2 separate regions of the Anser cygnoides genome follow, and region 2 is linked to region 1. Evidence: chromatin contacts called from public Hi-C data. All regions are on one chromosome and are shown on one strand. The core of a region is the stretch at or near the end of the contact, and the rest is flanking DNA. Distances in the headings are between cores, read along the strand shown.

Region 1 (2,924 bases), core at 424-2,923:
TAACAGCTCAGAGGGTAAAATCCAGCCCTGCAACTGCCCTTCCTGAATCCAAATGGGTGAATTTGGTGCATTTGGACAATCTCTCCTCTGCCAAGCTGCTGAGGCAGTCAAAGAGATTTAAGATGTGTTTTGTCTTAAATTTTCTGTTAAAGAAGTCAGTCACTCCTTGGATCAAACTATAGAGACCAGGTCACTTTTCCAGGCTTCTCACTTAAAAAAAAACGTGATGCCTTTTTCACATGTAAACCATTAACCTCAGGTGGAAGGGCTGAATTTACCTGTATTCTCTTCATTTTTTTTGTTTGTTTTGATAACAACAAAACTTAATGCTTGACTTGTGCTTGTATTTCACTATGCAGCAGTAAAAATCCATGCGTTTGACACAAGAAGACAAAACCATTATTCTGATAGATCTGTATCTTGCGCTGTTTTGGTTTTGTGATTTTTGTGTAGTCATACCAGGAAGTAGTAGTGAGGTGGCTAGAACATCCAGTTTATTCCTCCAGGATCGCATCAAACTGCCATCTGCAGAGGTATGTATAAAGGTACTTTCACTTTAGGTCTTCTACCTGAGGATGAGGTTAAGAGCTACAGTCAGAGCCAGGTGACTCGCAAATTATGCTGTAACTTAATAGTGGGGCTGTTACCACTGCTGCAGTCCTTTTCTTAAGAGAATAGGTTTTGGTGGGCTGTGACCTAGAGGGAAACTCTGCGGACTTGCTTTCATGATAAAAATTAGTTCTTTGAGAAGTTTTTTTAAAAGCAAATGTTCATTTTAGAGGTGCTGCAGACACAGACGTTTCTTTTTAATATTATCCAAATAAGACGACAATTAAGAAATCAAGTGTAACTTCTTTGCATTCCTGTAAAATGTGAGTGGAATAGACCCTATTAGCTTGAAACATTACATCCAAAACATCACTAGCATACCTGTGCATCACGGCTGTTATCAATCTGTACACTCAGGTGTTTCTGAGGTGAAAAAAAAATATTTTCCTTGGTGATTTCCATCATCTTGAATAAAAAAGTTCCCATTCTTTTAGTGAGCTTGCATCAGTGGCCTGTATTTCAGTGCCAGAAGAGTTTTGTTAACAAAAGAATGAACCTGCACTGCGCTCAGTGGAAGTGATATTTTTCCACAGAAAACCAAACCAAACCAAACAAAAACATTTGAGTATGGATGTCCCAAGTCCAAGTCCGGGGCGGGGGGGCCTTAGGGAGGAAACAGGATACCGTGACAAGAGTTAAAAGGACAGGATTGCAGTGTGTGGTGACAAAATTAAAGGACAGAACTGAAGTATGCGGTGCTATTTGTTGGCAACGACGCCCTACCAACGTTTTCTACCACAGAACTGAGGGGATAGCCTCAGAAAAAATCAGCTAACAGACACTATTTTACAGATCACGGGTCGTAGTTTGACGTAGTTTTGACTTAGAGTTAAAAAAGACGTGTAGTTTGACACAGTGTTGCGTGTCTGGGGGAACAGGGACGGGGACAGGAACGAGCAAAAGGCTGGTGGTTAGGGCTCGCGCCCGCTCTGACAGACCTCGGGAGGGGCGGAGCTAGGGGGGGCTGAGGAGGAACGGCCGCAACGGCGCCGCCGCGGCGGGTGATGACGTGCCGCGCTCTTCCGGCGCCGGGGCGGTGACCGAGGCACGCACGGGAGGGGGGCCCCGCCGGGAGGGAGCTGAGGAGGAGGAAGAGGAGGAAGAGGAAGGCGCTGAGGGGCGGGCGGGGGGGAGGGAGGAGCGGGAGCGAGGAACGGGAGCGCGCGCGCGGCGGCGGCCGTTGCAGCGCGCGCGGCGGCCGTTGCCGCTCCGCCGGCGCTCCCGCGGCGGGGCACAAGTATCGCGAGAGGTGCCGCGGCGCCGGCGCTAGAGGTGACCGAGGAGCGGCGGCGGCGGCCCCGGGTGCTGCCCCCCCCCGCCCCGCTTCTTCCTCCTCCTCCTCTTCCTCGTCCCTCAGCGGGGCGGAGCGGCCATGGAGAAGGCGGCGGAGGGAGGCGACGGCGAGGCCGGGAGCGCCACGGCGGGGCCGGGGCCACCGGAGGGGGGTAGCGGAGGAAACGGAGCCGGTTCGTCGTGCCCAGCCGGGGCGGTGGGGCCGCGGGGGCTGGTGCGGGTGTGCGACCTGCTGCTGAAGAAGAAGGGGAAGGCGAAGCGCAGCGGGAGGCCCGGCCGGGCGGCCAGCAGCAGCGAGAGCGGCGGCGGGGGCAGCGAGAGCAGCAACAACGGTAGCGAGGAGGAGGAGGACGAGGAGGAGGAGGAGGAGGAGGAGGAAGAAGAGGAGGTCTCCGAGGTACGGCCCCAAAGGGCTAGGTGTGGGGGTTGCCTCGCTGCCTGGGTTTCATAATTTCATAATTCCTCCTCTCGGGGAGGAAGGGGGCAGCACCGGGCCGCCTCGTGGCGGGGCGGGGCGGCCGGCACCGGGGCACGGCGGGGAGCTGGGGCCGCCCCTCGCTTCCCGACCCTCTTCCCTGGGGTGCCCCGGGGCTCACGAGGTGGCCCCGGGGCTCAGGAGGCGGCCCCCGCCCTCGTGTGGCTCCGTGGGCACGTGTGAAGGGGTGGCTTGTGTCTACACGTGCCAAGGGGCAATCCGGATCGCAGCCCGGAGCGGGGGGATAAGCCTGAGTTGGGTGTGTGGCTAGGAAGCAGTCCCCGCTCCGTATCAGGTAAACAGCTCATTTTCAATAAAAGCAGGTGGATTTGCAGCTAGAGCAAAGGCTTCCCGAGATCGCTGGGCATTCTGCTCATGTCCAAACAACTCTCTGAAGCTGTCAGCAGCCATCATTTATATACCACAGAATCAAAGAATGGTTTGGGTCAGAAGGAACAAATACAGTGCTGAAAGAAGCACGAGAAAGGATGGTCAACTTGGTGTCATTTCATGTTGTTTTTTTTCAGGTTGGTATCACTGGAAAAGG
Region 2 (2,806 bases), core at 250-2,749, 200 kb before region 1:
ATATACATCTGCTCAAGGAAAAATGCTCAGGGCTGTCAAATAGAAAAATAGCAAATACTGTAACATGTTGATGCTCTGCAGATTGAGAACCTAGGTTAACTCCTTTGATGGAAATATTACTTGAGAATCACACCAAAGGCATCAGGTATACAGAAAGGTTATACACTGCAGCAAATTAGCCAAAGCACTCAAAACAACTGAATTATTGTTTTAAATATATCCACATGGAAAACTTGACAGGGTGGGATGTCAGTGAGCAAGTACGCCTGTGCTCCCTGCCCCGCTATCATCCCACCTGCTCGTGGATGCTCTTACTCTGAAGCCTGTGTGAAGTTACAATTCACATACTGAATCTTTCTTGTGACTTGCAAAATGTTACACCAAGATGCCAGCTACTCTTTTAGATCCACATACACACCACAAGTCCAAAATCATATGAGGCTTCACAACAGGTTCTCAACTCTACATATACACTGTATTTCCCAACAAAAACCTCAGTAAAAGCGTTATCGTAAGAGCATCTACTTTTACCTGAAATTGAAAAAACAGTTACTGCCAGCAAAGAACAAAAGTGGGCATACATTGTTCCAGAAACACAGACATTTGTGCAGAAAAACAGCAGAATCACATGCACCAACAAAACATACACAATGCCTAGAAGGTGAAGACACTTAATGCGGCTGTCACAGTATTGCTTACCAAGCTTTTCATATTTGAAAACAGAGGCTACAAAGCTTTCAGCAAACACTGCAGTGCTATATGAGATACACAGACACCACTTATTTTTTCCCCCATTTTTTTCTTCATACTCATCCAGAAGAGAGCAGCACCATGGCACCACACTGCCTGTCCTTCTGAGGGCAGAGATGCAAAAAGATGGACCCCCACTACCACACGTCCCTTCAGAGAGAAATCCTCCAGGATCCATTAAAATATTGTTATACAACCTGACAGACGCCAAAAAATTAGTACAAGGTAATTCTGCGTAAAACAATCGAGACACAACTGGAGGTCCCAGGAACAAAATAATCCTGAAAAGCCCGATTTCTGCCAGCAGGGGGAAGGAAGGCCGAGCTGCAAGGGCTCTCCCGCCCAGGTCACCGCCTGGACCCCCCGGGGAGCAGCCGGCCACCGCCCCGCGTTTTGGGGGGGGGGGGGGGGGGGGCATTTTGTGTAACCCCCACCCCACGGCGGGGACGTGGAAGGCGAAGGCGCGCCGTACCTGGCGGCGCTGCGGGGGGAGCCGCTGGCGCTGCGGGGCGCCGGGCAGGACAGGGCTCGCCATCTCCTCAGGGGAGCCAAGCACGGGCGCAGCGCGGCGGAGGAGGAGAAGGCGGCGGCCGCCATTTCCCTCCCGCCGACCACGAAGCGCAGCCGCAGCCCGGCGGCGAAGGGAGGAGCACGGGGCAAGTAGCGGGGCCGGGGGCGGGCTCGGAGGAGGCGCCGATGGCTCTGACTGGGGCAGCGAGGCTGAGGGGCGAGGCGAGGCGGCAGCCCGGGAAAATTAAAAAACGGAGAGGTTGAGCCTCTGGTGAAGATGCCACCTTGCTGGGCTGAGGGGTTTGAGGTGGAAAGCTCCTCAAGAGAAGTTGCGAAGGGCGGGTGACGCCTCTGGGTTTTGCCCTGCTTGGATCCTGTGAGCTGCTGTTCCCGCCAAAAGGTGGCGCGGCAAGCCCGGCCGCGAGTCGGAGCTGCTCAGGCAAGCACAGGATCGCAGAAATGTTTAGTGTGGAAAAAACCCTTAAGGTCATCGAGCCCAACCATCCACCTAACACTGCCAAGTCCACCACTAAACCATAGAATCATAGAACCATGTCCCCAAGCACCACATTGACACGTTTCTTGAGTACATCTGGGGATGGCGATGCCACCACTTCCCTGGGCTGCCCCTTCCAAGGCCCAGTCAGCCTATCTGTGAAGAAATTCTTCCTAATATCCAATCTAAACCTCCCCTGGCACAATTTGAGGCTGCATTCTTGCATGCTATCACTTGTCACCTGAGAAAAGAGGCTGACACGAACCTCACTATAGCCTCACTTCAGGCAGTTGCAGTATGATGCCCCGCATAATTCTCAGGTACGTCCTCTTGTTTTCCCAGTGGAAGTCTCATGGACTTCCTTGCGATTCATATATTAGTGCTTTCTGTCATATTTTATTGCAGATTTTTCACGACATCCAGAAGAGAACTAAGCAAGATCTGAAATAGTGTACACAAAGCATGCCAAAATAGTAACAGCAATCTTACCTGCAATACTGAGCCTACCTGAGAGTTGGCAAATTCCTTTATGAAACTGGGGAATGCTTTGCAAATGATACAATAGATTAGTATGGCAGTCTCTGCTATAGCACTGGCAAATTTTTTGATCACTTAGATGTTCACGTAAGGGCCATGGCTTAGGTGCTTACACAGAAGATGTATGTACTGTTTTTTAATGAGGTATCATCCTAGAATGTTGTTCACTTCCAGCCTTGTGTATATTATTTAGATCTTCCCCTCTAGCTTGCCATCTCTTATTTTATATACAGTAGTAACACCATCTAGCATGTATGTACTACAGTAATTGTAAAGCTTTCTTGAAAAGCACACTTATCTGAGATTCATTGACACAGTTATAAACACTGTCTCTTATTTCCATGATTATTTTTTGTCACTACCCTGTTTGGAGAGAACTTAACATGTGAGGATATAAGAATTCTCATGAAAATTTATGGTCCTAAACAGATACCAAATCTTTAAGACATAATTAGATTAGATTCTAAAGCAAAATACTGATGCTTATGTGCTGCTGGGAAAGGAAAAAATGTA

Evidence for each region. Hi-C and Micro-C count contacts between places; a contact is called where the count stands out from the background.
Region 2: a contact with region 1 is called in a Hi-C map of liver, with 3 times the contacts expected there. The contact joins the promoter of MTHFD2L here to the promoter of ANKRD17 in region 1. A contact is called at or near these places in 4 of 7 Hi-C or Micro-C datasets (fetal liver, granulosa cells and liver).

The regions. Positions count from the first base shown.
Region 1 is chr4:30,383,844-30,386,767 of Taihu_goose_T2T_genome, reverse strand. It overlaps ANKRD17 (ankyrin repeat domain 17), which reads left to right and starts at 1,673. Exons shown (of 33, transcript XM_048074405.2): 1 at 1,673-2,299. The coding sequence starts at 1,982. It overlaps LOC136790676 (a long non-coding RNA gene), which reads right to left and starts at 1,545. Exons shown (of 3, transcript XR_010831067.1): 1 at 931-1,545.
Region 2 is chr4:30,587,969-30,590,774 of Taihu_goose_T2T_genome, reverse strand. MTHFD2L (methylenetetrahydrofolate dehydrogenase (NADP+ dependent) 2 like) reads right to left here and starts at 1,499. Exons shown (of 7, transcript XM_048074469.2): 1 at 1,223-1,499. The coding sequence starts at 1,347.